Regions from separate parts of the Sus scrofa genome. Here all the other regions are linked to region 1. A link is a contact called in public HiChIP or PLAC-seq and promoter capture Hi-C data. All regions are on one chromosome and are shown on one strand. The core of a region is the stretch at or near the end of the contact, and the rest is flanking DNA. Distances in the headings are between cores, read along the strand shown.

Region 1 (2,574 bases), core at 46-2,545:
GGAGGAAAAACCAAGTCATCAGAGGTTTTCCCGTCACATAGTAGTACCAGGTTGCAAACTCAGATCTGTTTCCAAAGCCTTGGCGTTTCCCAGGGGGCTATACTGATGGACTGGTATCTTAGCAAGTCAGAGTTCGGTGAAGGCAGAGATTGGGCCACAGTCTTCTTTTTACATTCCGGCAGCATGTACAATACAGAAGATGCTCAATTAATACTCGTGGACTGGCCTGGATATGAAGCAGGAACCAGTTCTTCCTTTCTTTTTTTTTTTTTCCTATTTTCTTTTCTTGCGTTTTAGGACCGCACCTGCAGCATATGAAAATTCCCAGGCTAGGGGGTCTAATCAGAGCTACAGCTGCAGGCCTAAGCCACAGCCACAGCAACTCAGGATCCCAGCAGCATCTGCGACCGACACCACAGCTCACCGCAACGCCAGATCCTTAACCCACTGAGTGGGGCCAGGGATCGAACCTGTATCTTCATGGATACTAGTCGGATTTGCTTCTGCTGAGCCACAACAGGAACTCCGGGAGCCAGTTCTAGAAGGTTCTCTGACTTTCCCAGGCGGTCTGAACACAGAAATCACCTTAAGACAGAAGAGGTCTACTCAGCATCAGTTTAGAAAGAAAAACCTCAAATCTGGGGAATTTCCTTTTCCTTTTCAAAAAAGATTTTCCTTTTTCTCTTTAACTTCCACCTCTCCCAAATGTGTCAGAACTGTTAACATGTTCCCATCTGTTCATTATTTAATCATCCAATGATCGTCTGACCTCCACTACTGTCCTAATACTCCAGTGAGAAAAAAGTCATAACCTCTACTGCTTGGAATTTACATCCTCGTTGGGGATGTGAATATCAATCAAATAATCTAATAAATGCGAACTTGTAGCTCTGACCAGTGTGAGGACGGATGCCATGAGATTCTTTGCGAGACAGGTCTGACCTACTCCGGGAAGTTGGGCAGCCTCTTTTGAGGACCTGACGCTAGAGCAGGGATCTGAACAAGGGGGAGGACCTAGAAGGGGAGTCTGTGAGTCCCTGAGGTGCTGATTTCTTCCCGGTGAGTAACCACCCGCCCTCGAGCGTGTCTACAGGCAATGCGGCAGAAGAGCCAGGGGCTGGGGCTGGGAGGGGGTGCTCGTTTCTTGAGTGCGTCACGCCTGGAGGGAGCATTCGGCTGTCTCCCAGGTCCCATCTGGGGATGACGTTGTCCTGGTGCAAGCCCAAAATAGCTGGCTCCGCCCCCATCTCCCGGCAGCCCCTGCAGCAGCACTCCCCACCCCCACCCCCAGGTGACAGGCCGAGCCGGCCCCCTCTGGGTCTCTAGTAGTTTCCGTGCCGCTGACGCATGCTTGCGCGCACAGCTGGGCCGGCCGCGTCCTACGCAGCAGCCGCGAGCCGGGCAGCGGGTGCCAGACGGTTCCTGGCGGGGGGCAGGGGCGGGGCGCTGCTGGAGGCCAGGGACTCCCGGCGGAGGAGGTGCGGGCGGGGGGCCCCAGCACAGGCTAGGGGGGCCCTGGGCTGGGCAGCTGCAGTTCGAGGACTGAGATAGGGCGCCCCAGCTCTGGTCCCCGAGATAGCCCGCAGCACCGGCCTGCGGGAGCCGATAAGGGTGTCCGAGGGAGCCTAGTCACCATCCGCAAGCACAGCCCAGAGGGCTCCGCTGCCCCCGGGGTGGGGGTAGCAGGTGGCCTCCAGCCCCAAGGAGGGGCTCTCGGTTCTTTCGGCCTGACGCTTCCTTCTCTACCGCAGCCCCAAGGAGGCCAGCCTGACGACTAACGAGTTGCCATGGCATCCTACTACGAGATCCTAGACGTGCCGCGAAGTGCGACGGCTGATGACATCAAAAAGGCGTAAGTGCCTCTGCTGTGCATCAGAAAGCCACTCACCCGCCCCCCTTCACGCCCACCGCCCCCTTCCAACCCCATGGGCCATTTAGAGGCAGGGCCTAGGGAAGCAGTTCCTTAGACAGGACTGGGGAGAGGGGCTCCCTCAGAGAGTGACCCCTGTTGGGAGGAAGGAGATGCCTGGATCAGTAGGACAAAGTCCAAAGCATCACGTTCCCCTGAGAGCTGCCGTGTGGGTTCTTTTCCAGTGCGGCCTCCCCTCCCCACCCCCCTCCCCCCTCCCTTTTACTGCTACCTCAACCCCCAGCCTTTAGGTGTGGGTTTTCTCAGGATGCAGTGCAAAGATGCTCAAGCGCTGTGATTAGGAGGGACCACTGCCTGGTACTTTTCCTGGCCACAAGTACCCACATCCTTTGCAGCCCCAGCCCCAGTGAGCCCCAAAGAGAGGTTAGAGCCGGGACTTTCTCACTCCTAGGTTATCATCGGCTAATGCAAGTATGTATCCCTGGCACTGACTGCAGAGGGGAGAGATAGGGACTCCATTAAAACATTGCTGCAGAGGTAGCCCTACCAGCTGGGATCGACTGGGATCTGAGTGGTGAACAGGCTGTAGTGGGCTAACAGGAAATGGGTCATTTTGTTCCCTGGTGGCAAGTGCTTGCGTTTGTCCCCTGACCCTTCCTTTCTGAACCCACTTCCTGCAGGTATCGGAAGAAGGCTTTACAGTG
Region 2 (2,574 bases), core at 41-2,540, 110 kb before region 1:
CGCCTCAAACTCTCTGGCTTGTTTGCCAAAGGCAGTCTGTCCGCAGGGGGTGGAATCCTTCTCCGCTGAGGGCTCCCGAGGAAAAGTTCTCCCAGAAGGGCCCCGGCTGGTCACCTCCTACCCCATTCCTGCACCCCCACAGCTCTCCCTGGGGGCCCAAGCAACCAGGGCCTCCAGTAGGCACGGCTCGAGCGGCTGACGCCCGGTTCCCCGGCAGAGCCATCAGGCAAGCTCGCGGCCCGGCTAGGGCCCGGAGGGGAGCGCCAGGGGTTTGGGCTCCAAGCAAAGAGAGGCCGGGGAGGGGGCGGGACGAGCGCTCACTGTGAAGTCCTGGAAGCCGGCGAGGGAGAAGGTGCCTTCTTCGTCCAGCAGGAGTCCGGCCAGGTCCATCGCGCTGCCAGGCGCCGCCCTGAGAAGGTGGAAGGGAAGGGAACGAGATTAAAGGGGGCCGCGGAGCAGTCCTTGATCGCCTGTTCACCTGCCCGCGGGTCTCTCTCGCGCGGGCCGCCGCCCACGCCGGTGCAGCCCCCTCCCCTCGCGCCAGCGGCTGCAGGCGGAGCCCGACGGGCGGGAACGTCTTCCTGTTCCGCCCCGGGTGGGGCTCCAGGATCTGGGTTCCGAACCCGGGAGTGGAGCTCCAGGGCTGGGGCGCCCACCTCACCGAGTAGAGAGAAGACCCGGTTGCGAGGCGCGTACGGTGCCTTTGCCACGCCGAGCGTCTGCTTCGCGTTTACAAGCCGCGGGGGTGTCGCTGGAGAGTCACCGCCCCGCACTTCCTGCCGCCCGCTGGGCCGAGCCGGGGAAGGAGCGAGGCTAGAACGCCTGGTGTCGAGAAGCCGGGGCAAGTCGCAGGAGTTAAACTCCAGGGTGCCCTCGTCTGAGAAATCAGGGCAGTTCCGAAGGGACCATGGCGCGCTGAGGATGAACGCGCCCGGCTGACCTTTTCCTATCCGTAGAAATGTAAACATAAAGACGTGGGCCGGAGAGTTGGCCCCAACTTTTAAAAAAGAGATATAACGTACATTTAAAACGCGTCAGAAAGAATGCACAAGTTTAACAGGGGTGAATTGTGTACAAGGTGGCAGGCGCACGTTTGGCTTTATATCCTCCTTTTAGTATAGCCTGTAATTTTAGACATAGTTAAGCACATATTTCGTAGGATTATTGCAGATTAAATGACTGCAATATAAAACGCTTGTTACATTGTAAACCACAGTAAATGGTGTCAACGTCCCCTCCCCCCAGAGTAAAGAGCTCCTAATAGGGTTTTATTTTTAAACTCTTCCCCCCAGACCCCAATCTCTTGAGCGAGGGATTAGAAGGAGTTCCGATGCGTGAAGGCGGGCTTGTTTACCGAAAGAGACGGGAAGAAAACAACTTTTCTGAGCAGGTGAAGCTGTGTTTTTGAGTCTGTAGAGTCAAACGGTGGTGTTTGTTTATTCGCTGAGGGGAGGGAACGGGGAGGACCAGTACGACGAGGGTTGAGTAATGGGATGGCCGCCACCCTTCCAGAGCAGAAATAGCTCCTACGAAAGACTCTGAGCATCCGAAGCCCACTTGTCGCCCTTCCCGGCCGCATCACACTGGGAATACCGGGCCAGGACCAGGTTCCCTAGCTACCCTGCCTACATAGGGAGAAGAAAATTGGCTGGGGTGGGGAAACACGGGGATACAGTCCATCAATCAGGAAGCTGACAACGCCCGGCGCAGCCAAAACACGCACCTGCGTAGGAGAAGGGTCATCGGCAGCCGCCTGCACGCAGGCGCAGACCGCCCTAGCCCAGCGGTTAGGTCGCCTCACGTGACGGGTTCGTCGCTCCGCCGTCACGTGACGCCCATCCGCGGCCTCGGCGGCCCGCTCCGCGGCGTGCGCCCCCTTCCGCCTGACGCGCCCCCGGCGGCGGCCGCGCAGCCCTGGCTCCTCGCGGGCTCGGGCGGCGGCTGCGGCGGGGCTATGGCTAGTGGTGGTGGCGGTGGTAACACCGGCGCGGGTGGGAGCCCAGGGCTGGGCCTGAGCCTGGGCCTGGGCCTGAGCTTAGGAATGGGTGAGGCCACCGGCGAGGCGGAGGAGGAGGCAGCCACTGCCGAGGCGGTGGGACGCCTGGCCACGACGCTGTGGCTGCGGCTCCGCGGCTGGGAGGCGGTGCTGGCGGCAGCGCAGCGGCTGCTGGTGTGGGAGAAGCCGCTGCACAGCCTGGTCACGGCGGCCGCGCTCAACGGCCTCTTCTGGTAACGGCCTCGGAGGAGGAGGGGGGCGGGGCCGGGCTGCGCGGGCGAGCGGGGGCGGGGAGGACCCGGAGTACCATTCCCTTCCTGGGGCAGACCCATCTCTCGGTTTTTAAAGGCTGTTGTCCGCCTGGGTTGCCCCATTCCCATTTCCCACTCGACTTTGGTTATCGAGCTAGGCCCAGAGGTTCCCATTCCCCCATCAGTGGGCGCTTGTTCGCCTTTTGCGATGGATGTGAGAGCCTTTCTCACCCACTCACCGCTGAGATGCCTGTCTCTCCTTAAGGTTGCTGTCTTCTTCGTCCCTACGGCCCATCTTTCTACTCAGCATCTCACTTTTAGCCTATT
Region 3 (2,574 bases), core at 46-2,545, 66 kb before region 1:
GTGGGGACGAAGCCCAGGGGCCCAGAGTCCCAGGACAAAAAGCCCTCCAGACACCACATACCGCAGCACCCACAGGCTAAACTGAACCTACAATTAAACGCATGGGGAGAATATCAAGTAAGGCCAAAATCCTATTGTTACTACTTATACCAGGGCTGGGGACTGGTGTAGGGCACACACCCAGGTCCTCCTCAGGGCCCCAGCATCTAGTAGGCTTTAAAAAAAATCCACAGTGACTCAGCACAGCCACTCCCCACCAGCTGGCTATCAGCTCCCAGCACCCAGCAGGGAGGGCGGGCCCCTCCTTTCTTCCCTTAGAGGCATTGGAAGCCTGGAGCCAGTGTGACCAGAATTGTGGTCCTTCTTCCCCGCCCCTGCTAGCCATGCCTCCCCTACCACCACAAGGTCCCTCACCTGCTGGCTCAAGTTCTCCCTTGCCCACCACCACTGTGGGCTGTTCCAAGACACCAGGGCCAAGTTTTCAGCTGCAAAAGCCACTGTCCAGAGGAGCAGGAGACCCGGGCTGTGCGTGAACTTGATCCAGACGCCCATCGCCAGCTTCTGCCGTGCCTGGTTCCGCTCAGTCACAAGCAGCCCCAGGCCACAGGCGCTGGCCACAGTTCCCAATACAGTAGCCAGCAACAGGTAGCCGGGCAGTGGGGCATCCTGGGCAGTGCCCACCCGGCCAATGAGGCCGGCTAGGGGCAGCGCCACCTGAAGTGTGGCCAGAAGCAGCTGCAGCACGTAGGGAGCGACACGAGGACCGGCCGCCCAGGACACCGCATCGGCGCCATCAGGCCTCTCCGGACGCTTGCAGGGAAGAACCGGCACCAAGGCCAGAGCCCCCAGGCCCATCAGCATTGAGGGCACAAGCGTGAAGAAGAAGCAGGGGCTGAGGCCTTTCACCCAGACCGGACCCGCGGGTCCTTCGGCCTCGCAGTAGTTACCCACAGTCACCATGGTAATGCGTGGCCTCCGGCAGGGGCTGCGGGGACTAAGGGACAGGAGAACCGGATCGGCCGCTGGGGGCTGGGAGCGGAATCCCGGGTATCTCGGGTCATAGAGCCTCCCGGCGCTAAGCTGCTGGGGTCGCAGGGTAGGGACGCACGTGGACCCGGCCACACCACCCACTCAGGTCGCGCACGCGCCGCCGCCACGCACTCACGCCGGGCACGTACGCCGTCGCAGCCGTCTGCCCCTCGCTCGCGGCAGGGACCCTCGGGTCAAGTGCCGGCCTGCAGGAACGTTCGGCGCTCCACTCCAGCCGCTCTCTTCAGCGGCAGCCCCGCCCTCCCAGCCCCTACTCAGGGTCCCCATTGGCCGAGTGTCCCCGAAGGGGCGGGGGAAAATGGTGCATGCCAGGGAAGGCAAAATAGACGGGCGGAGTCGGCATGGTCACGTGCTCAGGGCGGGAAATCTGACCGCACGTCCTGCCGGAGTCCTTGACCTCCACCGAACCGTGGATTAGAAGCTGCTCTCCTGCTCTCCGACTAGGTCGGTATATCCAAGCGACCGCATAGGCCCGCTTTCCTGCAGGGCCGACCTGGCCCCCCCGCCACCTGGGTGAGCCACACACACCCTATGCCCATTGTCCCCAGAACCCTAGCCGGGCGGACGAGACAACAATACGCGACCAGGTCAAAGTCCCTTCTTTATTAAGGGTTGTCAAGCTATACACGGTCCCCACCCCGTTCCACCGTGAATTTAGACAGCGTAGTTCACCGCTCACTCGCAGTGGACGGAGCTGGGTGAAGGGTGAGGCGGACTTCACAAGGAGCTGGGTCCCAGCATGCAATGCGGCAGCCCAAAGCCCTGGGCGAAGCAGTCCTGTCGCCCTCCATCCCCCTCTAGGGGACAGCGGGATGCAGGCCACAGCTCTCGTCCTGGGAGATAACCAAGGGCATACTCCAGCCCTGTCCGTCCCATGTGCAGGTGGTGGGGAGGTACCATAAGCAGCAGGGGGGCCAGGAAGGCCTCTGTCCCCCCCCCCCCAGGGGTCCATCCTAACATTGGAGAGGGCAGCAAAGAATTTCCATCCCGCTCCTGCAATTTCGTAAACCTTCCTTCTTAGTGTCAAAAGATAGCGTGACGGGAGCTGGGAGTGAGAGCCTCCACACCAACGCAAAGCAAAAGCTTAACAGAAGGGGAGCGAGCCAACAGAACGAGAACAAGCAGGAACAAGCGGCACACATGCCAGTGATGTGCGGGAAGCAGGGGAGAGGTGAGCAGGCTGCAGCACTGGGAGAGAACTGGGGGTGAGGTAAGGGCCACAGCCTGAGCTGCTCGTCTGTTCAGGGTAGGGGAAGAGAGGCTATAGAGGTCGAGGGTCCAGGCCCAACCTCCTCCCCACTCCACAGTTGGCACGTGTTCTCCCTGCTTGGCAGCTTCTGTGGTGGGCAGTCCTCTGGAGATCTGCAAGGGTGGGTGCAAAGGTGGCAGTACTGGGGCTGGGCTGGGGACCAGTTTCTAGCACCACACTCTGAGCCAAGGGGGGTCCTGGGGATGAGGCTAGAGTCCTGTGCGCCCTGATTCCTAGGCCCCCAATCTCTCGGCGAGCCCAGTGTTGGCACCTCC

What was found. Promoter capture Hi-C pulls out the DNA fragments that hold promoters and counts their contacts. HiChIP or PLAC-seq counts read pairs in DNA pulled down with a chosen protein or histone mark.
Region 2: a contact with region 1 is called in an H3K27ac HiChIP or PLAC-seq map of alveolar macrophages. The contact joins the promoter of RETREG2 here to the promoter of DNAJB2 in region 1. A contact is called at or near these places in 2 of 5 promoter capture datasets (fetal skeletal muscle and liver), 4 of 47 Hi-C or Micro-C datasets (alveolar macrophages, mesenteric adipose tissue, retroperitoneal adipose tissue and 1 more) and 2 of 2 datasets of contacts at active chromatin or transcription factors (alveolar macrophages and skeletal muscle).
Region 3: a contact with region 1 is called in a promoter capture Hi-C map of fetal liver, with 2.5 times the contacts expected there. The contact joins the promoter of ABCB6 here to the promoter of DNAJB2 in region 1. A contact is called at or near these places in 2 of 5 promoter capture datasets (fetal liver and fetal skeletal muscle), 6 of 47 Hi-C or Micro-C datasets (epiblast stem cells, fetal liver, heart right ventricle and 2 more) and 2 of 2 datasets of contacts at active chromatin or transcription factors (alveolar macrophages and skeletal muscle).

What each region holds. Positions count from the first base shown.
Region 1 is chr15:121,318,624-121,321,197 of Sscrofa11.1, forward strand. DNAJB2 (dnaJ homolog subfamily B member 2) reads left to right here and starts at 1,296. Exons shown (of 11, transcript XM_021074972.1): 1 at 1,296-1,478; 2 at 1,752-1,852; 3 at 2,551-2,574. The coding sequence starts at 1,788.
Region 2 is chr15:121,211,080-121,213,653 of Sscrofa11.1, forward strand. RETREG2 (protein FAM134A) reads left to right here and starts at 1,291. Exons shown (of 9, transcript XM_021074927.1): 1 at 1,291-1,390; 2 at 2,513-2,574. CNPPD1 (protein CNPPD1) reads right to left here and starts at 1,809. Exons shown (of 10, transcript XM_021074929.1): 1 at 1,724-1,809; 2 at 657-946; 3 at 322-409. The coding sequence starts at 390.
Region 3 is chr15:121,253,055-121,255,628 of Sscrofa11.1, forward strand. ABCB6 (ATP-binding cassette sub-family B member 6, mitochondrial) reads right to left here and starts at 1,296. Exons shown (of 20, transcript XM_005672225.3): 1 at 1,166-1,296; 2 at 415-994; 3 at 1-87. The coding sequence starts at 960. ATG9A (autophagy related 9A) reads right to left here. Exons shown (of 14, transcript NM_001190275.1): 14 at 1,301-1,402. The coding sequence ends at 1,301.